Regions from separate parts of the Mus musculus genome. Here all the other regions are linked to region 5. A link is a contact called in public HiCAR-type, HiChIP or PLAC-seq and promoter capture Hi-C data. All regions are on one chromosome and are shown on one strand. The core of a region is the stretch at or near the end of the contact, and the rest is flanking DNA. Distances in the headings are between cores, read along the strand shown.

What was found. Promoter capture Hi-C pulls out the DNA fragments that hold promoters and counts their contacts. HiCAR-type assays count read pairs that join an accessible place to other places. HiChIP or PLAC-seq counts read pairs in DNA pulled down with a chosen protein or histone mark.
Region 1: a contact with region 5 is called in a promoter capture Hi-C map of hippocampal neurons, with 4 times the contacts expected there. The contact joins the enhancer-like site here to the promoter of Ctnnd2 in region 5. A contact is called at or near these places in 2 of 39 promoter capture datasets (hippocampal neurons and second pharyngeal arch cranial neural crest), 1 of 484 Hi-C or Micro-C datasets (cerebral cortex) and 1 of 115 datasets of contacts at active chromatin or transcription factors (astrocytes).
Region 2: a contact with region 5 is called in a HiCAR-type map of astrocytes, with 4 times the contacts expected there. The contact joins the enhancer-like site here to the promoter of Ctnnd2 in region 5. A contact is called at or near these places in 12 of 39 promoter capture datasets (the C10 cell line, cranial neural crest, embryonic stem cells and 9 more), 4 of 115 datasets of contacts at active chromatin or transcription factors (astrocytes, embryonic forebrain, forebrain and 1 more) and 1 of 9 other capture datasets (embryonic stem cells).
Region 3: a contact with region 5 is called in an H3K27ac HiChIP or PLAC-seq map of SST interneurons, with 3 times the contacts expected there. The contact joins the enhancer-like site here to the promoter of Ctnnd2 in region 5. A contact is called at or near these places in 2 of 39 promoter capture datasets (embryonic stem cells and neutrophils) and 4 of 115 datasets of contacts at active chromatin or transcription factors (SST interneurons, astrocytes, neural progenitor cells and 1 more).
Region 4: a contact with region 5 is called in an H3K4me3 HiChIP or PLAC-seq map of neural tube, with 7 times the contacts expected there. The contact joins the enhancer-like site here to the promoter of Ctnnd2 in region 5. A contact is called at or near these places in 5 of 39 promoter capture datasets (HPC-7-derived erythroid cells, cranial neural crest, frontonasal cranial neural crest and 2 more), 2 of 484 Hi-C or Micro-C datasets (cerebral cortex and ventral hippocampal neurons), 6 of 115 datasets of contacts at active chromatin or transcription factors (SST interneurons, astrocytes, embryonic forebrain and 3 more) and 1 of 9 other capture datasets (embryonic stem cells).
Region 6: a promoter capture Hi-C map of hippocampal neurons shows a contact between it and region 5, with 6 times the contacts expected there. The contact joins the enhancer-like site here to the promoter of Ctnnd2 in region 5. A contact is called at or near these places in 5 of 39 promoter capture datasets (cranial neural crest, embryonic stem cells, hippocampal neurons and 1 more) and 8 of 115 datasets of contacts at active chromatin or transcription factors (PVALB interneurons, SST interneurons, astrocytes and 5 more).
Region 7: a contact with region 5 is called in a promoter capture Hi-C map of hippocampal neurons, with 8 times the contacts expected there. The contact joins the enhancer-like site here to the promoter of Ctnnd2 in region 5. A contact is called at or near these places in 2 of 39 promoter capture datasets (hippocampal neurons and neutrophils), 1 of 484 Hi-C or Micro-C datasets (cerebellar granule neurons) and 2 of 115 datasets of contacts at active chromatin or transcription factors (astrocytes and neural progenitor cells).

The regions. Positions count from the first base shown.
Region 1 is chr15:31,096,232-31,098,963 of GRCm38.p6, forward strand. The region is part of intron 2 of Gm32011 (a long non-coding RNA gene); the gene reads left to right. Among named protein-coding and RNA genes, the nearest start is that of Gm32011, 5.4 kb to the left of the region's middle. Within about 2 kb of position 1,265, at least 1 of the 459 cell types and tissues checked has an H3K27ac peak or open chromatin away from gene starts, as enhancers often do. A contact at or near this core is called in hippocampal neurons, where this site is marked.
Region 2 is chr15:30,761,373-30,764,385 of GRCm38.p6, forward strand. All of the region lies in intron 9 of Ctnnd2 (catenin (cadherin associated protein), delta 2), which reads left to right. Among named protein-coding and RNA genes, the nearest start is that of Gm41283, 79 kb to the left of the region's middle. Within about 2 kb of position 1,734, at least 10 of the 459 cell types and tissues checked have an H3K27ac peak or open chromatin away from gene starts, as enhancers often do. A contact at or near this core is called in astrocytes, where this site is marked.
Region 3 is chr15:30,851,727-30,854,540 of GRCm38.p6, forward strand. All of the region lies in intron 12 of Ctnnd2 (catenin (cadherin associated protein), delta 2), which reads left to right. Among named protein-coding and RNA genes, the nearest start is that of Gm52177, 80 kb to the right of the region's middle. Within about 2 kb of position 1,490, at least 3 of the 459 cell types and tissues checked have an H3K27ac peak or open chromatin away from gene starts, as enhancers often do. A contact at or near this core is called in SST interneurons, where this site is marked.
Region 4 is chr15:31,149,385-31,152,439 of GRCm38.p6, forward strand. No RefSeq gene overlaps it. Among named protein-coding and RNA genes, the nearest start is that of Gm32070, 15 kb to the left of the region's middle. Within about 2 kb of position 1,342, at least 15 of the 459 cell types and tissues checked have an H3K27ac peak or open chromatin away from gene starts, as enhancers often do. A contact at or near this core is called in SST interneurons and neural tube, where this site is marked.
Region 5 is chr15:30,171,026-30,173,796 of GRCm38.p6, forward strand. Ctnnd2 (catenin (cadherin associated protein), delta 2) reads left to right here and starts at 1,509. Exons shown (of 23, transcript NM_008729.3): 1 at 1,509-2,138. The coding sequence starts at 2,102. Gm31953 (a long non-coding RNA gene) reads left to right here and starts at 2,145. Exons shown (of 2, transcript XR_875097.3): 1 at 2,145-2,771.
Region 6 is chr15:30,826,332-30,829,182 of GRCm38.p6, forward strand. All of the region lies in intron 11 of Ctnnd2 (catenin (cadherin associated protein), delta 2), which reads left to right. Among named protein-coding and RNA genes, the nearest start is that of Gm52177, 110 kb to the right of the region's middle. Within about 2 kb of position 1,285, at least 19 of the 459 cell types and tissues checked have an H3K27ac peak or open chromatin away from gene starts, as enhancers often do. A contact at or near this core is called in embryonic forebrain and hippocampal neurons, where this site is marked.
Region 7 is chr15:30,886,479-30,889,268 of GRCm38.p6, forward strand. Ctnnd2 (catenin (cadherin associated protein), delta 2) reads left to right here. Exons shown (of 23, transcript NM_008729.3): 14 at 616-801. Among named protein-coding and RNA genes, the nearest start is that of Gm52177, 45 kb to the right of the region's middle. Within about 2 kb of position 1,278, at least 14 of the 459 cell types and tissues checked have an H3K27ac peak or open chromatin away from gene starts, as enhancers often do. A contact at or near this core is called in hippocampal neurons, where this site is marked.

The DNA.
Region 1 (2,732 bases), core at 15-2,514, 920 kb after region 5:
GCAGCAGGTTTCATTCAAATCTGAATGAACTCTGTCATCGCTATAACTCAAGTCATTGCCAGCCCATGCCACGCTGCCTGCTGCAGACGAATCTCCCTGGGTGGGTGGTGAGCATCTCGCCAGCCCCACTCTGCAGCTTGTGACTTATCCTGACTATATCTCTCCAGTTTACTCAGCCAGGGAACCAGCCTCCCTGACCCATATCTCATCCCAAATTCACCATCACATCCTACGGATTTTCCTCTCTGATGCTTCCTTCAGTCTTCTGAGTAGTTCTCTAACTCCACCTCCTCCTCAGTAGGTCCCAATTCTTTCTCCAAAACCCAAACCTCTGTCTTCCCACATTTCCTGGGCCTCCATCTTCCCAACAGACTACCTTGCTCTCTACCTTTGTTAGAACCGCTAAGGTACTCTCCTCACCCTCTTGGGGTCAGAATAGATGCCATTTGTTCAAGGAAGCTGTGTCCCGATCACTCATAAAGATGGAACTCACATACACTCATACTTGTTTATGTCATCACAACATCTTACTCATAGCCCAGCTTCTAAATATAGTTGTTTTGATATCTGTTTATCTAAGTTCCAAGTCTTCCATTAAACTGTGAGCCAATTAAGCTTTCTCTCTGCTCCTTGCACTGGGCCTGTCATTCAACAGAATAAGCAGCCAAAAAGAACTTGTTGAAGAGCCAGCCAACAGTATCCTCTAAACTGATCTCTCTCTCTCTCTCTCTCTCTCTCTCTCTCTCTCTCTCTCTCTCTCTCTCTCTCTCCTTAAAAGGTCTTACTAAACTGTAATAGATCTCATCATGCTGCTCCTTTAGAAGGGAGTGGACATAGGGGCACAGCCTGTAATCACAGTACTTGGTAGATAAAGTTAGGCCACTAGTAAGTTCAAAGCCAGCCTGAACTCGATATCGAGACCCTGTCATGATGCCAGCTGCTGATGCCAGCTTGAGCTGCAGATTTTCCTCTCTGATGCTCCCTTCAGTCTTCTGAGTAGTTCTCTAACTCCATCTCCTCCTCAGCAGAGTGCTGCAACTGTTCCAATTCTTTCTCCAAAATGACATCCCAAGGATGTCTTGAGAGTTACTCAGAAAACCCAAGGATTGCCTTGGGTTGCTACAAAGAGAACATTAGTGGCACAATGCTCGTGGCTCTAGGCAGATGTCACAAGTTACAGTTTTTCTGTTCTGTGTCTGATAGGTCTACTTTTGTCTTTCTGCCAAGAAAAGCAAGTTTAATTCTGTTATTCGGGCATCAGATTGGATTGAACATGCACATGTACTGAGCTGCAAGCTGTTGGGATCTTCTGTCATCCGGCTCACTGGGCTCAGCATTTTCTTGGTTATTAGAACACTCTTGTTTATTAGAGAATCTCATTTTAAATTTATGTTGTCTGATATGGTATTTCTTAGGTGATAAAAATCAAACAGCAAATACATGATGTGACACTATCTGACACGATGTGGCATTATCTGCTTTGTTGGCATACTCTCTGCTTCTTTGCTCTGGGGCTGAGATTTCATGTATTCTAGGGACTGGCTTAGTTGAACATTGGATTGGCAGTGTATAGTAGGTGGCCTAAAACATCATTCTCTCTAGTTACTGAATGAAAGGACGGAACCTATCTAAATGACAAAAATGAAACACAGGGCAGCTCTTCAACTGGCTCAAGATTCTAAGGAGAGGAAGCTAACCACATTGCTTTGATGGCAGTGGTGGAGGGACTGGGCATAAGGCCATTGTCACCTTATTTACTGTAAATGACATGTCCCAATTATTTACTGTTAAAGCTACATTCTGTTAGGCGCGTAAGGAAGTCTGTTACCTGGTGTTGCTTGCAGGGAGTTGAATATCTAGTCTGAGGACTGATTGATGAAAAGAAAACCATGTCAAGATGACCAGGGTGCTTCCTGTTGCTGGACGTCCCAGGGAAGGTGGAAGAAAGGTAAACAGCACTGAGACAAAGGGGGCAGGATTTTGTACAGCCGTGGAATACATTCCAGACCTCGAAGGATAGGAATTCAACGGCGGCAACAGAAGAGCATCCCAGAAAGGAACACTGAGAGAGTGATAGTCCATCTGAGCAGACTGTGGGGCTCGATCAGAGCAAGCCATGTAGTGACTGACAGGTGGGCCAAAGAAGGAGCTGAGCTGGAGTCAGGTCAGGCAGTGCCAAGATGGCAGCCTAGGCACCGCCAAGGAAGCTTCGATGCTGGTTGATGTTGCCCTGACTTGCTGATCATATAACTCTGTACCTGCGCCTGTACCTATTCCTATTCCTGTTCCTCTACCTGCACCTGTATGTGCACCTGTACCTGCAGGTATATATGTATATGTGTATGTGTATATATATGTGTGTGTATATGTGTGTGTGTATATATATATATATATATATATATATATATATATAGAGAGAGAGAGAGAGAGAGAGAGAGAGAGAGAACAGAGAAAGCCACCCCACAACCAAGATCCAAGAAACATTGAAAAACCTCAACCTCTTGGATACTACTGTAGTTTTACTGATCCTGAATCTCCAGGACTTTCATGTTAAAAGTCAACCAACTACTAGTAGTTCTTCAGCTAGGGGTTGCACTTCATGATCATCTCCCCCCGTCTATTAGGAACTGTATGGTTTGATGCCGAAAGCCATGCAGGAAGAACAACAAATGGCTTTTGAACTCATGGAATGTGGCCCACTGGTTAGCACAGCCACAGTGGGTGCTACTCGG
Region 2 (3,013 bases), core at 484-2,983, 590 kb after region 5:
CAGACCTTTCAGGAAGAATAGTGAATTGACCACTGTTTTATTGAGCAGCTACATTGCAAGTACTGGAGACTTTTTTTCTTTCCACCCATCTAAGGCTTTAGCTTGCTAGATTTGATAACTAGGCAGTCAACATTTTCTGAATGTCAATTCTATTTTCTAGTCATAAGAATAGATTTTAATAAAAAAAATTCTAGGGCAAAATAACATATTAAACAGGTAAATACTGAGACTTTAAACATGTTATATATTAACTCATGATTAAAGAAAATTGTAAGCTTTAAACCTCAGCCAGCAGATTCTGGTTTGCCTGGAAAAATATCCCTTTTAGAAGACTTAAATATGAAAATACTAAGAGTAAAAAACTAAGGTAAAGTATTTTACCTGGAGGATTTTTTTCTCACTGACTGACAAGTAGCCCAGTTGTCTAGTGAAACAGATAATGTAGGCAAGTCCATTTTATTTGACTGGCATGGCAATTCATTAAACAAATGGCAGATGACTAAGAAATACAAGAGATACAAAGAACATAAATTAGGAGGGAATCTGGAAAAGTAAGCTCACTGTAGAATTGAGACCAGATCGCAAATAGGAAGGAAGCAAGCTGTACAGGCATTGGTGGAGAGAAACCATCTTTCCAAGCTCTGTCATGGTCCTGGACCTCTGAGAAAGCATAAAAGCCAGTAACAGAAAATGGTACCATATGAGTGAATAATATATGTTTTTCATTATAAATTAGGTCTAAAATTACAGTATACCTTGTGTGTGCACTAGATTCAGTATTTTTTTTCTGATCCTAATGGAATTTTTAAGGGGTACAAATTATTCTTGTACCTAACTTGTAAAATAATTTTTAAAAAGTTTAATGAGATAGTGGACATCTTGGTTGTCGTCACAGGCACAATAATCACCCGATTATGGCCTTTGGGAAAATTGCTGTGTGCCTCTAAACCCCCAGTGACTGCATCTGTGTGGGAGAATTAATGTACCATCCTGATGGAAATGGGTTCACATTAATGGGCAAGACATAAATGTAGTTCCCAGCTGCACAGAGCATGCCCAGTACATGTTACTTCTTACTAAGGTGATTTCTGTCTGTGTGGAAGGAAAGTATGTCAGCGCTTGCTGGGAAGTAATGCAGCATCCAGCAGACAATACATCCAATAATTAGCTAATAATCGTGTCTCAGGTGGTAGAGATCTGTTTCATATTTTCTTATCACTCGAGTGCAGTCAAATCCACGAGGAATTGCTTGTTACATTGACCTCAGAGCTGAGCTTGCTCGCCTTGAATTTGTTTGCTTTCTCTGGCTCTCAGCTCTCTCCTGTGACTTCTCTCTCTCTCTCTCTGCAATCTAAGTTCATCACAACCCAACAAAGGCTCTGGAGAAAGGGCAGGGAGGAAAGCCCTTCAGAGCAAATATAAGATTGAAGATGTTAAGTCCAATTTTATACTGTGCAGAGCATGTTGTATGTAATCAAAGAAGTGTTTTCTCTGACAGCTGCCACTGAAGTGGTGCTTTGTAGTGCATATGGCATGATGCTTAGACTGTTCTGTTACCAGGGGTCTCTGTCTGGTGTCTCCAGGTTCTTGGCAGCTGATTCAAAGAACTAGAAAAGTGCACACAAATCACAAGCAGCAAGAAGTTGTATTTAAGGAGACAGCACAATACACACTGCAGAAGAGCATCAGTTCCCTGGAGTTAGAGTGCCAAGAGCATCAAGTTTCTGTTTGGCACTTCCTTGTGGGTCTAGCAAGAGAAGGAGCTGATTGCCAAGGAGGTTGGTTTTCTGCGTTGATTGACAGGCTTGAGTAATGGAAACTTTTCTTCCCTTGCTGCATCTCACTCTAATCATATCCATGACCAGTCACATGTACCCAAAAATGTTTAGTAGGAGTTTTCCCCTAAAAGTTCACCCAGAGGACAAAGTTTATTTTACTACATATTTAACCTCAAACCATTCCAGGCTGGAATGGCCTCCACCTTCTAGTGCCTGGGCATTTTCCTGACATAGTTGGAAGGAAGCAGGGAGTTACCAAAGGTTCCTTGCCTGATCTGGTGTGGTGTGAGGGGTGTGGGCTCACGCAGAGCCCTCACTTGCCAGGCTTTCCCCGCCCTTGCTACCCCAGCACACTGGGAGAAAAGGGGGAAGGAGGACGGACCCTGGGGCCAGTGTGCAGGGAGCACCTTCGCTTCTGGTTCTACACTCATTACGAAATGCTATGATGTGTGTCCTTCATCACCATGAATAGCATATTTCAAAATACAATCAGAGGAAAATTCTCAGAATGAATGGAAATCTATTTTCCCCCAGTGGACAAATATTTATATTCAGCTGACTTCTCTGGTGAATCATTTAATTAAAATTCTAATATTAAACTTTACAAGGCTGACTTCTGTTCCTATGCAAATAATCTGCCCTTCCTCCAACAATTACTCATTACGATATTCTTCGCTATGACTTAAGTAATAGCGGTTATAGGTACATTCGGCTTGTCCTTGCTCCCAGACTGCTCCTAGTGCTAAGTTTGCTCAAGGGACATGCACAAATTTCAAAGGGACAGTGGTTTATTTTAAATGTTTTGAGAAAATATAACAATACCAGGTGTGTAGTGACACTCATATGAACTTCATCAGTACAGTTCAAATTTTGGTTATGACTTGTTTTGTTTTTTAAATAAGTCATCACTTTGAAAATTGGATTTTCAGAGGTTTCTATGATTAAAAAACAAAAAAATTGCTGTCAGTAGAGAGGAGGAAAGGAAGATAATACAATCTCCTCAAGGTTTTAGTTGTTTGGTGCCCAAAACCTTTAATTTTGTGGGACACTGGTAATTCTTACGTTGTTCGGACCAATCACTGAATAAATGAAACTTTCAGTCACACATATTGGCATGAAGCACCGACCCACCAACGACCCTGTCAGCCAGTCTTATTTAGGGGCTACTTAGTGCCACCAGGTCAAAAGCACCTGGAATTTGCTGCCCTCTTTATTCAGTCACTTCACACTAATGA
Region 3 (2,814 bases), core at 240-2,739, 680 kb after region 5:
CATCTGTTTGTTCCCAAAATACCTATTTATCACTGATGAAATAAGATAAAAATGGGGGCAGGGAGAACTTTTAAATTTTGTTGAAGGAGTGAGTTAATAGAAAAAAAAATGATGTTAGCTAGATCGTAGGATGGGAGAGAAGGCCTTAGAACCATGAGCCAAGAAGATGCAGGGCAGGGCAAGGTTTAACTCCATGTACTGCCACCACCATGCCTCCCTCCCTCATCCCAAACACACTCATACACATTCTCACTTATTTTTATTTTATAATTCCATCTTTTGTTCACTTCTGCTACATCCAAACTTTATTTTTATATAAAGCCATTTTAAAAATCTTGTTCAAGATAAAACAAAAACCACTTTAACATATTGTCTAGAAAAAAATGTTAGCAATTATTAGGAAGGCTTGGGGCATAAATCTGAGTGGAATTATTTTTTTCCTCCTTTCATGATTAAGAACTCCAAAAAAACAAAAATGACTTTATGCAGACCAGGTCAAACCTGCGAATAGATTTGGATCTGTACTGACGACTGTTTTGCTGAGCACTGTGTAATCAAATGTGCCTCTTAACCTTTGGCCATTATAATGATCACCTTCAGCTGAAAACACACATTAGCAGGCTGTAAGGAGACCAGATCTCATCTGACTGTGGGCAAGTTCTTGCTGACCCAATTCAGTGTAGTGGCTGAGATAAACATGCCTCGAAAATTCGTGTCTCTGTGACCTTGAAAGGTGACCCTTCTTGGACACAGTGTTTTGGGAGATCTGATTGGTTAGATTAGCATGGACCAAAGTGCAAGCATGAATACATAGATGCACAGAGGAAGAGGCCTTGGAACCCAGACAGACAATGAGGCAGCGACATGCTGAGAAACAGTAAGGATACCTAAGGCCGTCATAGAAAAGTTGTTCTTCTCTAGCGCCTTCAGGGTGAACATGGACCTGCTGGCACCTGGATTGTGGAATCCTCTAGAACCCTGAGAGGATACGTTTCTACTGTTTTCAGCCATGAGTTTTCTGAGACTCTGTTCTGGCAGACCCAGAAAACAACTGTTTCTCATGTTTCCGGAGGGGACTGTCAGAGCCAGGGTTCACCTTAGGACACAGGACAGGGACAAAAATGAGTAAAGCGTTGTTCCCAAACAGTCCTCACAAAGTGGGACAGAAGGTCCAGAGGGGGCGGGGGCTTCTTTCTGTCTGTGTGTAAACCCAATCACCTCTATAGCTCATTAGGGAAGAAAGGGATTAACCATGCAGGGCTGAGGTCTGCATGTCCAGATGTGACTGTCTCAGACTAAGGTTTGACTCCAAGCCCCTTGACTGGGTGTGCATGAAGGAGGAGGCTTCCTAGAAGGGTGTGTGGTTTCTGTGTGCCCTGCTCTCGCCCAGGAGCCTTCTTTTCACTTTCTCTCCCAACATCCTCGGAGCTCAGCTAGGATTTATAGAAGGCTGTATTCAGCCAGAAGTCATTCTGGGTTCCTGTACAGGGCATGTGACGTGATGCATATACATCATTCTCACTGTAACGCTCCGGCAGCTGCCTGCAGAACATATGCTTCCTGGGTTTTCTCTCAAAGATGGCTGCTGCGTTTCCCATTTAAAACATCGCAGATCAATACCCTAAAGATCCTTGGCGTGGCCATCATCATCATTTGAGAATGAGCTCTAGGTAAAGCCTTGATAAGCGGCCCCTTTTTTCCTCCCTTTTAATCCAGCGACTAGCTCCATACGACGGCGCGTTCACGTTACTCTGCGGCTGTGCTACATTCTGTCATGGGAACTTAGGACTTTATCAGCAGTGGAAGTGCGCACATGAGGCTGGCTCTGTTAACTTCCACCACTCCTGCGCCCAGGCCACCAGGTCATTTATTTATTTTTATTATCCTATTCCCACGTCAGCATCTTGTCCTGAAGGACAACAATATACAACCCCAGTTTTTCTCATCTATCTTTGTGTACGCAGAATGTTATTAAGCCTGTCAAAGGAGCTGCACTTGTGCCTGTGCCTATGAGTGTAATTAAACTACACCCGCAATTAGTCATTTTAACCCATATAATGGATGAGCGCTTGATCCCACGGTGCCACTAATTCTAGAGTGACCTTGAGCAAACCCGTCACAAAGTAATGCTGATGATAATCGCACCGAGACTAGAGGCTCTGAGGACATTATCTTTATCTGGTTTACTCTCTCATTAGCCACAGGTAAGAAGAAAAAAAATTATTTTTTATGTTAGTATCATGCCAGCATTATCAGCCTACTCAGATGAATGTTCTTTATATTGTATGCACACATGCATATGCTGTGCCTGGATCAAATCTACTCCCCATTCTTGCCCTCCAATCTCTCTCTTGTCTTCCTTACATTTACCTCCCAAATTCATGTGCTGTCTTTTAAAGCTCATTTAGTGTTGCCTCTATGTGTATGGGTTGCTGCCATGTCCTAGAACATGGAGACCCCCTCCAGGCCCACATCCCTCACTTGTACTGACTCTCCCTCTCCCCACTGTAATAAACATCAGTAACTCCTGAGATGTGGGTGGGGTCTCATGAGCCCCTGCCCCATCCATGCTTGGCTTTTGCCGATGTTATAGCAATGTCATAACCATGTGCAGCCCCAGCCACTGTGAGCTCACATGTGCAGCTGCACTACCATTCCTGTCCATTGTTGCTCTTGCTACAAACATTTACCTTTGGCGTATACAATCCTTCTCAACCCTCTTATGTGATGATCTATGCACCTTGGCAGAAGGAAATGTGATACAGATGTCCTAGTTAGAATTCAGAGCTCCATAGTTTCATATTCTCTGCACAT
Region 4 (3,055 bases), core at 92-2,591, 980 kb after region 5:
GGGAGATGACCCATGAGGGCCCCTGCCCATGAAGGCTCCAAAACACAAATAGGGTTTGGAGAAGAGAAATCCAGAGTGTAGGAAAGGTGGATGTGTTCCTGCCCTTTGACACCGCTCCCTGTGGATTTCTACCTGCTTCTATTGGGAACAGTGTGCTAAATACCAAGTGAGATATAAAAGAGCTATTTCATCCAAATCTCCCCGTGACGGTGAGAACATAAGGCAGCAATCCCAAGGACTTCCTCTCAGCAAAGGATGCCACAAGCCAAGGAAAAAGACAGACGGTCCACTCGACGGAGATACTCTTGCTGAATAAAGCAGCAAGGGATTAATGTCTACAATAAACAAAGAATGTCTTTAAATTGTTGTTTTTTTTTTTTAAACCAGTAGGTGTTTCTGTGAATGGGAGCTATCTGACAAGTGCACATAGAGACGACACTGAACGTTCCCTGCAATGTGGAGAAAATTAGAACAACAGTGGAAACCCAGCACCAGAATACAAGCCACCACTGGATGGGTCTCCAGCTGTAGAAGAGGGTGTGAGAAGAGACACACTTGAGAGCCAGCGAAGCCATGGAGCCATCTGTAGGGCTCCATGAAGCTAGGCATACTGCCTTCAGTCTTGGCATGAATCCCCAGTGGCTGTTCACCTAGGCATCTGTCACTCCAGGCCAAGGCTCCACATGCAAGGAAATGCATAAAGACTGTGTCTGTGGTCACATAGAGAAGAGGCAATCTGCTGCCATTTGTAAATGGCTGTATACAACGACAGCTCCACTATGAGCAGGGAGGAGCAGAGAGCTGGATGCATAAATAGCACCAGAAGAGGTCCCAGACATGTAATGCTCAATGGGGCACAGAGAGGATGAGCGTGAAGAATAGTATTCAAGTAGCTACACACACACACACACACACACACACACATGCTTGTGCACACAGATGCATATGCACACACATGCACACACATGTGTATATGCACACATATGTGTGTTCATGCACATGCACACATATGCACACATATGCACACACACACACACACACACACACACACACACCTAGACATTCTATTCAGCTCTACTTTGGGTCCCTAGAAGCAGATCCTGAGAGAAGGTTCAGGTTTTAGTGACTCACTGAGGAAGGCCTGCAAGGAGAAAGAAGGAAGGAAAGGGATAGAACAGATGAAGAGACCAGCAAGGTTATGGGGGAGGGGCTGGAAAGCTTCTTGGTATTGCTGTGGGACATCAATCATACCCCCAGACTTGTTCTCTTGCCTCAAGAGGACTGGCCTTTCACATGACTAATCACACAAGTCCTGGCTGGACTTGTGACCACTCATCAAGGGTCGCTCTCAGGTCTGGAATCAGCGGCTGTAAGAGCGCTCTGAGCCAGCTCCTGGGACAAATGAGGAGGGCACTGAGAGAGGACAAAACCACAGAAAATATAACGGAGCAGATCTCAGACAGCGGGATGGCGGGAACATGCCAGAAATAAGAATGCAGTTAACCTCAGGACCCAAGCTCCTGCCTCGTAAGTTATAATAGAGAGGGGCAGTCGGAACAGACAGTGCTCAGTGCAAACTCTGGAAGCGCCTATCAAAACTAGCAGGATGCGCGCTCTGCCACCTGCTGGCAGATGGCTCGGCACAGATTCTGTGCATCTGCAAGAAGCAGGGCTCCAGGCCCAGGTTTATCTGTGAACAAAGAACTCAGAGCGCTCAGATCCCCTCTCTGTGAGGTAAAATATCTATAGCCTCAAAACAAGCGGCCAGAGAGGGGAACAGCAACAAAAGCTAAAAGAGATTCTAAACTTCCCTCCGTGTAATCCACACAGAAAGGCAGAGCCGCAATGAAAGGCTTACTGGAGGGCTTCGCCGGGTAGGGGAGCAAGGTTGGAAGCAGCAAGCGCAAGATATTCAGGAACAGAACAGCAAAGAGATCTTTCACACAAAAATAGATGGCTTCAAGTGCAGCGAGCATTCAAACACACAGGGTTTGCTCACTTTGGGTGGCACTCTTGTCACCTTTGTGGAAGAGCTGCAGGTGCCGGTGGCTTTGTCTTGCCCAAGTAAAGCCAAAACACTTTTCAAGACTGCATCTCTGTGTTATATATGTGTCTCCCCCAAAACATGTCCACACTCAGGTGGACATGTATTCCTGCATATGGTTGCATGCTAGTTCATATACACATGCATGCATGTGCACAAGACATGTGCAGTTGTACAGGTGTATACACATGAAAGTTTGCTTTCCTCTTCTCCTCTTTTCTAAATTAAACCTTGTCTCATCGGCCCAAAGGGATAATGTTGGGGACTCTTCTGTTACACAGAAACCATCACTTTGAGCTTCTGCCCAGTTCACTTCTAAGAACTGAGACCCAGACCCAGGGGCTAGACTCAGAAATCAACCTCTGACATCATACCCAATCCCCAAGACACAGGGAGGCTTCCATATAATTTCCCAGCATGGAAACTCCCATATGCAAATTAGCTTCTGCAAATCCCTCCTCACAGACTTGTCCTGTCTGGCCATGGGTCCTACCAGATTCAACCAGTGAGATCCCATCAACTCAGGCAGCTCAGGCCAGTGAGGCTCAAAGCATGGTCCCCTAATTAACAGTCACAGCCGTGGAAGCTTTGCCGGACATGCCAGCTCTCATATCCCACCCAGGACTTAGACTCTTAAGCGGGATGGGGAAAATGAGCCTCACTGGATAAGAATGGGCTATGTCCTCAGAGGACAGCTTCCCTTGAAGCTTTGGGTCCTCAGAGAGAGCCATGGTAATGGTGCCTCTTCAGAAGAAGGAGGGAGGTAGGGGGACACTGGAGTATAGGCTCTGATGAAGAACATCTAGTTCTGACTCCTCGGAGAGCTGCTGAGCATGGACTCAACCAAAATCTCATCCTACAAGAAAGAAAACGACCTCTGTCACAAGGTCAGCCAGCGGGTAATGGGCTGGGGGCTGTCCTCCCCTCCAGGGACTTTAAGACTTGGGCAGGGCAGCTACTATTCCTCAGAGAGATCTTTTTTCAATACAGCAGCAGCTTAGAGTTGTCAGC
Region 5 (2,771 bases), core at 259-2,758:
ACACAAGTACAAACAGAAACAGACACACAGAGGCTAAGCGCATCTTTTATTATGTAACACACACACACACACACACACACACACACACACACACACGAGATGTGACAGCTGGTGTGCCTTACAAGCCCCAAATTCCAGATTCAACTGAAGCTGATGTGGGAAAAAAAAAAACAAAAAAACAAAAAAACAAAAAACCAAACCTGCAAATGACCACATATCTTCCCTCACAGGAATCAGGCTATGTTAATGTCACACCAGCTTCGAAGGAGAACCTACACTGGAGAACAACTTTTGGGAGTGAGACTGAGCCTACTAGAGGTAGATGGAATGACTGACGGTGCACATTTCCCTGTTGTGAACAGTCATTACTCAATCTCTTGTCTGTTCCTTTACATATTTAGTCTGCTTAACTTTTCTTTCCACTTGCCTCAGCCTTTCACTAACTCCAGAGAATAATAGAGGCTATCTCAGATTTAATGCAAGCATTTTGACCTTGTTGGATAATCTCTTGCAAACTGAATAGAAATGTCCCTGAGATTACTGAAGCTGGAACCCCTCTTATTACAAGTTCGGGGTTCCTGGTCCATTTATCTGTGTCTCAGAAAATGGCTCTGGGAAAGAGTAGGGTGGGGTGGGCTGGCTTCAAAGTAAGGATCTTTGGTGGAATAATTATGGGACGTATTTGTCCTGCATGTGACTGACAGACTTTGCAGCCACACAGGGACATAGATGAAGGTCCTGAGGGCCTGCCTGCCTTGGAACTTGGCATGGGTTTCGTTTTCCAACAAGACTTTTCATAGTGTGACTTTGCTTGCTAGATTTAGCACTCTGTGTTGCCTAATGACTGACTAACTGAGAGACATTCGGAAATCTCAGTTGGAAATGGAGCAAGCTTCACAGACTCCACCGCGGTCAGTGGAGGAGGAGCAAAGTTTTCATTTTAGCACGGGACAATGGAAGAGAAGAGGAAAACAGTCGTGGAGGTGTCCAAGAAGACAACTGGGTGAGACGTGACAGGAAGACGAAGAGAATTCATTAAAGCTCTAGATCCAGCAAGGGTCTTCCTTGTAGGAAGTTTACTCATATTCCAGATTTTAAAACCAGACTGAGTTTGCATAAAGCATAATCAGAGCAGGAGGTGGTGGAGATGGGGCCCCAACACTACGAAAGAACCTTTCACAGACGTCATGCGTTCTTTGCTTTGGAACCCTAGAATCTACAAGAACATCCACCCCCATCCACTAGCTTTCATGGCTGGCCCGGTGCTCTCCTTAACTCACAAGCTACTCTAAAACCCCTCAATCGCTGCCCCTTTGCAGACCAACATCTGCCCCGCAGAATCAACTCTCCGCGTAGGCTCTATCTCGGGTGCTGTCTGTTCCCGGGGATGCGCGGCCCTCTCCCAACCTGAGCCGCCTCCTCCCATCTCTGCTGCTGTTGCTGCCGCCGCGAAAACCAGAAGTGGAATTCGCGTGGCGAGGCGCCGCGCTCTCTCGGCGGCACTGGGCATGCTCCGCACCCGGGGCAGGTTTCGGTGGTGGGGCGGACGCTCGCTCGCTCACTAGCCAAGCGCCGGAGCCGGCCGCCGCGGCTGAGCCGGAGGCTGAGCTGCGGCGCGCGGCGGGAGGAGCCTCGCTCTCGGCGGCGGCGGCGGCGGCGGCGACACAGGTGGCGCGGGCGGCGCGCAGGGCGCAGCTCGAGAGCGCTCGGCGCCGGGCGCCAGGGCGGCCCAGGCTCGCGCCCGCGGCGGCAACCGGCCGAGCGGAGCGGCGGGCGCGGCGGCTCGGTAGCCCGGCCCGAGCCCGGGGAGCCCCGCGGAACCCTGAGCATCCCGCGGCGCCCGCCGAGTCGGGCAGGGGGCGCTACGCTCGCCGCGCTCGGAGGGGCGGCCGGGCCGGGCGCTGCGCACTCGCGTCGGGAGCCGCCTCTCGCCTGCCGCGCTCGCCCCTGCTCCCCGCCAGCATCACTTGTCCCGCGGCCGCGCTCCGACAACAAAAGCGGAGGATGCTGCAGCTGGGCAAGGTCAGGACCTTGCTCTGAAGCCGGGCGGCGGCGCGCACGCCTTTCCCCCGACTGAGGAGCTGTCTTTGGCGGCGGGTGCATGTTCGCCAGGAAGCAGTCGGGCGCCGCGCCGTTCGGTGAGTTGCCTTAGCTGAGCTGCTGGAGCCGGGCGCATCCTCCGGGCGTCGTCCTCTTGCTCACCGCCGGTGGGGGTTGGTCCTCCGCTTCCAGCGGGGCTAGGGGTGGCGGCGGGCGGCAGTGGGGTGCTGTCTGCCCCGGGGGAGGACCGCGATCCTACCGGCTCCCCTCTTGGAAGGCGGCTCTCCCCGCAACGGGGTCCGGGGTCAGTGTCTTTCTTGGAGCGGTTACCAAGTGGCTTCTCCGCGTGCTCCCCTCCCTGCCACCCCTCTACCTCGGAGGACGCGTATATAGGGCAACACCGACTGCTCCCCGCCACCCTCCAGAGCAACCCGGTTGCATTCATGACGTCCCTAATATACCGGAGAAGACGGGGTGGGGGCGGGGAAGACTTCCTTCCAGTCTTTTGCCCTTATGTTCAATGTCATTACGATGTTTGGCTAGAACAAAATGGAAAGACTTAGTCATATGCGTCCATGGCCGTTTCTTCAGTCTCCCGCTGCTCGCCAGACCCAGACCCCTTTGGTCTATATTTAGCGTTTCCGAGGAAGCATTTTCAGAGGGATTCACAGGCTTCCGGGGGCTTCTCTGTCCTGACAATAGATAGCGAGGCTCTGGAAAGCGCTGCCTGA
Region 6 (2,851 bases), core at 35-2,534, 660 kb after region 5:
CTCACAGTGAACATTTTATTGGGTTGAATTGTCATATGTCTTTGGAGCATGTTGGCAATTTATTACTATTTAAAGTATCCGGGATCTTTACCCAGTCATTTAAAGTTTTTGAATTTATACTCAGTAGATATTAAGAAAAGTTCTCAATGAAGTTGAATTAAACATAAAATGTATTTAAAACACATTGTTGATATGGTATGAAATGATGTAAGAAGAAAAAAAAATCACAGCTCAGAGTCCATCAGTATGTGATTGGATTAAAATGGACCTGTTCACAGGCAGCCTGCTCTCCAAAGCCAATTCCTGGCCCATCAAGGCTACATAGTAAAACCTGCCTCCTAGCTCAGTCAACCAATCAGTAATATTGTCCATGCAAAAGACCATTACTAAGCATTAAAATGAACACATGTCTACATATTTGTTGATATCAAAATACATCGGTACTATGTGCAGAATATAAAAACAGGAGCAGGCAGTATGTGTGTTGCTTTCTGTAAAATGACTTGTGTCCGCTAAGCAAAAAGAGATTATAGGAGGCTGCCCTAGTAACTCTACATATCTGTGGCTGGATTTCTTTTCCGTGTTGTCTCTTTTATCCTACACTGGAGGTTTTAACCTTGCCATGTATTAAATTGAATGTTAGAGGGTATAAGGTAGCACTTATTGTCTTAGAAAGCTTTAAAATATATACCAAAGCATGCACTTGAAATTTGATAATGATTAACTACAATATAAATTGAAATTATTATACAGTCTACTTATCCATATCAGAGAAATAAGAAATGCCCAAAATAGGGGCCTTGTAAAAGCCTTCTTGATGGAGACAAAGCACGGAGCCTCTACACTTCAGCATAATGGCTCAGTAAAAGCTTTCTTTGGTTCCTGGGAAACAATACCGTTTCTACGCACCTGAGGGTTAGTCAACAGATAAATGCATTACATGTGTTCCGCCTATTCAACAATATCTCTGGAAGTCATTTTTTATCAATTTTGTGATTTACCTGGAGGAGTAATACTGAACGTCACACAGCATTTAAATAAGCAAGATTGTCACTTCTCCTAAATTGTTTTCTGAAAATCCTATTACACTTTACATTCCAGTCATAATAGCGGCCTTGTCATTATACATCCTGGGCCACGCTCTGCTCATGTCGTTGCTGCTTTGATTCAGAAAATGCCTAAAATAAGCGATTTTCTCCCCTCCTGTCATTTGTTCTGCTTATAGTCTCCGAGAACCTGACGTAATGATCAGCCTTCTAATTCGCATCTCTTTGTCCTCAATCAGCCCACTGATGGGCCTACACCAGATGGTGTGCAGTGACAATTGCAACTCAAGTTTCGGTGGGATTGGTTTATTTTAGGGGGAGGCACATAATAAAAGGGATCTGTGGGCTCAGTTAGGAAAGTGGCTGCCTAAAAACACGAGGGCCTGAGTTTGGATCCCTTGAAGCCCTGGGGAAAGCCAGACATTGTGGCAGCTGCCTGTCATAGTAGTGTGTGGGGAGATCAGAGTCAGAGCAGAGCCAGAAGGATCTGCGGAGTTGTCAGCCGGCCTCTGCAAATCCATGAGCTGCAGCTTCAGTCACAGTCCGTGCCTCAAAAAGTAAAGGTAGCAAGCAGACGATGATGTCTGCCTGGGGCCTTCCATGCTGGTGCCCCTACAGGCACACAGGCACATCCACACCAACAAGTGCACACATCACAGTCAAACAAAACAGCACACCAGTAACGCACACACACACACACACAGATTCACACCACACACATCGATACCCCACACACACCCACACACTATACACACGCATACCAACACCACACACATACATAATACACTCACACACGTACCCACACCATACACACACATAGATGCATACACTCACATACATATTAAAAATACATACACTCACCACATGTACCAACTATACAAACATATACGCACTAAAAGGAGACATACTTTTCTATTACACTTCTCTATTTTAAAAATTCTGAGCACTTGTAAGTTACCGGAAGGGTTAGCGGAGATCTCAGACCCATACCACTGTAAGACTAACTGTTTGTAGAGCTGAAACTTCTCTAATGCTTTTCTTCTGATGCCAAACTGCCTTTACCATTACTCTCTTAAATGCTGACATGCTAAGGACCAGCCCTGAGCTGTTGGCTCTTCGTCTGAACTCTATTTCTGCGATTTCTTTTTATCCTGTGGCTCCAGGTACCACCTAAGTGCTGAGGCCTCTGCGTTTCTGTCCTTAGCCATGTGCTTTGGCTCACCCAGCACCTGCCTTCTGCTACCACTCCTGGATAGTTAACTTAGGCATCTCAAACTTAAAACATCCCATCCTGGAGCCCACAGTTTCCTGCCATGTCTCTTTCTTCCTATCTTTCAACACCCAAATGTCTGATTTCCCCCCACTTTCTCCCTTAGCCCAGTCAGATATGCAGTCCCCAAAGCTAACTGAAACATTTATCCCATAAGTATAATCTACACAACGTAATCTACAACTTGGTTTGCTTACTTCTGACCTCTGAGAAACAAATTCTGAGTTGAGCACTTGCAGAACAGTGCCTCCTCCCTGAATGTCACATCTTGATAGGGGTGACAAAAGCATGCTTCTCTAGGTAGGGGTGATACCCATCACTGAGAATGATGCTTCTGAACTGTATACTTCAAAATAGTAAACTGTTTTATAGGGATTTCATCTTTAAAATTTAAGAGTCTTTAGAAGTATTTTATACATGTTTAAAAACTCTAAAGCATGAAGTTAATTAATAAAATAAAATCTAAAAAAGGAAGTCCCAGACATAGGAGTTACTCAAAAATATTTGTTGGACTTTAAAAAAAAAGAAGGAAGAA
Region 7 (2,790 bases), core at 28-2,527, 720 kb after region 5:
CTTATCCTGTCCTCCCCGCAGCCCTGTGAAGCTAGTGCTTTTATCGTTACTGTTTTACCAATGAAGAAACAGAGGCACAGAAGGTTTAGTCACTGTGGCCAAAGCCACACAGCCATTGGGCAGAGCTAGGACTCCCACCAAAGCCAAGAAGACAAAATGTTGTAGGTCCCATACTCAGAGCCTCCCTTATGTGGTCTCCAGCATTGCTGAACTGTATATTTCTTAGTAAATGGTGTGCAACAACATCTCCAACCAGAGCCAAACTATATCCACAACCTATGATTGTAATGACTTGGGCACCTTAAACTCCAGGCAGGAGTAGCCTGTTAATGGCTTGCGTTCTTGTATTTGCAAATGTGTCCAGGTCTCACAAGTGCCTTTCAATGACCCATGACTGGCGTTTGTTGAAGTATCTGGTGTTGTTGTCTCTCAAGTGAGAAATGATCATGATCATAGGACCTTCCAAGCTTATCCAAATTCTTCCTACTGCAGCCCTGAGCGGAGCTGAACAAATCCGAGGACTAACGTGTCCGTGGAGAATAGACAGGCAGAGCCATCAACTGATTCACTTACACTCATTCTCCCATTTCCCTCTTTCTTTTGGGGATGCTGCAGACCGTTGAAAACTGTGTGTGCATCTTGAGGAACCTCTCCTACCGGCTAGCAGCAGAAACGTCTCAGGGACAGCACATGGGCACAGACGAGCTGGACGGGCTGCTCTGCGGGGAGACCAACGGCAAAGACACAGAGAGTTCTGGGTGCTGGGGCAAGAAGAAGAAGAAAAAGAAATCCCAGGACCAGGTGATGTGACACACTCACAGCTGCATGCAGTTCTCCCCTTCCTCAATACAATATCACCACTGATAGATGACTGGGTGGGTGGCTGGGTGGGTGGGTGGATGGATGGATGGATGGATGGATAGGTAGGTAGGTAGGTAGGTAGGTAGGTAGATAGATAGATAGATAGATAGATAGATAGATAGATAGATAGATAGATAGATAGATAGATAGATAGAGACAGGCAGGCAGGCAGACAGACAGACAGACAGCTCTTCATTTAAGGTGTGTAGTAAAATCATTAGCATGGCTGCAAGATTTTCGTGCAGGGATGTCACAGCTGAGATGGTGGAAGTTAAGAAATTTTCCTTATGTCATCCAGTTCAGCCAACATAGGAACTTCCAAAGTAAAGAAAAAGCCATCTGGTACATCCTGATGTCCCAGTTCCTAGAGTGTGGGTAGAGACGGGTACTAATGCTTCTGTGTTGCATGGCAACTGCCTCTCTGGGGCTGGGGAAGGAGGCTGCCATGCAGGTGGCAGGATGCCCAGGACAGGAAAAGGCAGATGAGAAGGGACATTGACAGAGGAGGCATGAGATGTAGCATGTGTTTGATAGCAGGTTTCTGAAGGCCTGGTTATTGTTTTGTCTAACTCTGGGAAGTGGGGATAAGAATTCATGAGCTACAACTGACTGAGGTCAGAAGTTAAGCCTTGGGGTACAATGTTGGGGAACTCAGGACACTGCAGCCTGAGAAGGAGGCTTCCTCAACATGGAATGTTCTATGCTCTTGACACCTGTAAGTTTTGCCTGCTGTGCAGGAAAAGTCTGAAGGCGGCTATCCTGAAGCTGGTGGTAAGAACAGCCTTCACTCCATTCTTGAGGTCCCTGGGATTAAAAAATGAAATAAAATCCCTCGCACACTGTCCTCTAGGGGAAGGAACAGTGGAGCTGCCCTTCGGCTAGCAGCTGGGAAGTGTGCACTAGAGAAGGTTGTGTTTCCAGACACTGCACCCAGCCAGTGGACACTGAGGCTCTCAGCCCTGCACAGCCATATCCACCTTTCCTCCGACATGAACGTCTCCATTTAGCAGGCACACTACCAGTGTCCTTCTCTGGACGCTGATGTCACATGGCTGGCTTTCACTGGACACTCTACTTATGCATCCATTGGTGAGAGTTTTGCCAACCCTATGGAAGTACCTGCTAAAGAGAGACAGGGCCACAGCCCTCTCTGTAACCAAATTTTGAATCCAGATGTTTGTTTGGATGCTAGTACAGTATTCTCTAAACTCTCTGGGAAATAGTTTTACTTCAAGTAAAGTTTAAAGACAGTGCTTTTCTTAGAGTAAGAATTAACAGGAATGCCCTTAAAAATCTTGTTCTTGAATTTTCCTGGAAGGACTCAGCATGAGAAGTTTGTAGTTATGAGTCCTAGCTATGTGAACTTCTCAGGTATTTCCCACGACACATGGACCTGCATGCCCCTGCCTCGGTAAGGGCCACACTCCCTGCCTTGAGCAGAGCCTTCCCACTCTGAGATGTGCTCCTCTGTTCTACCTTTTCTTCTGTAACAAGTCAGAACCGTTTGTCTCTGATCTCCTCCTTCCTGTGTGGATGGAAGCACTGTCCTGTGATTCTTAAGCCGGCCACTTACTACCCTCCCACTATGGGGTGGCAAAGGGCATATCACCAGTGCTCATTAAATATTTAAATGCTGCCATTATCCTAGCTGCTTACTAGTTCTCATCCTTTGGTGTCGTGCTAGGGAACCAGAAACTACAGTTCTGCACATCTCACCTTGAGCCAACTAAAACGGGAACTTAAAATACAATGCATTCTCTCTGCCTTCAGCTGGGCTCTCTGACCACAGGACCAACACTGCTTCCCCCTGGAAATATCAGCCACAGCATAAGGGCCCATAGGAGAAAAGTCTCCCACCATCATAGGCTTGTACTGGGAAACCCCTAAAGGCCGAGCCTCCTAGTTGAACCATGTAATTCCAGAAGGCAC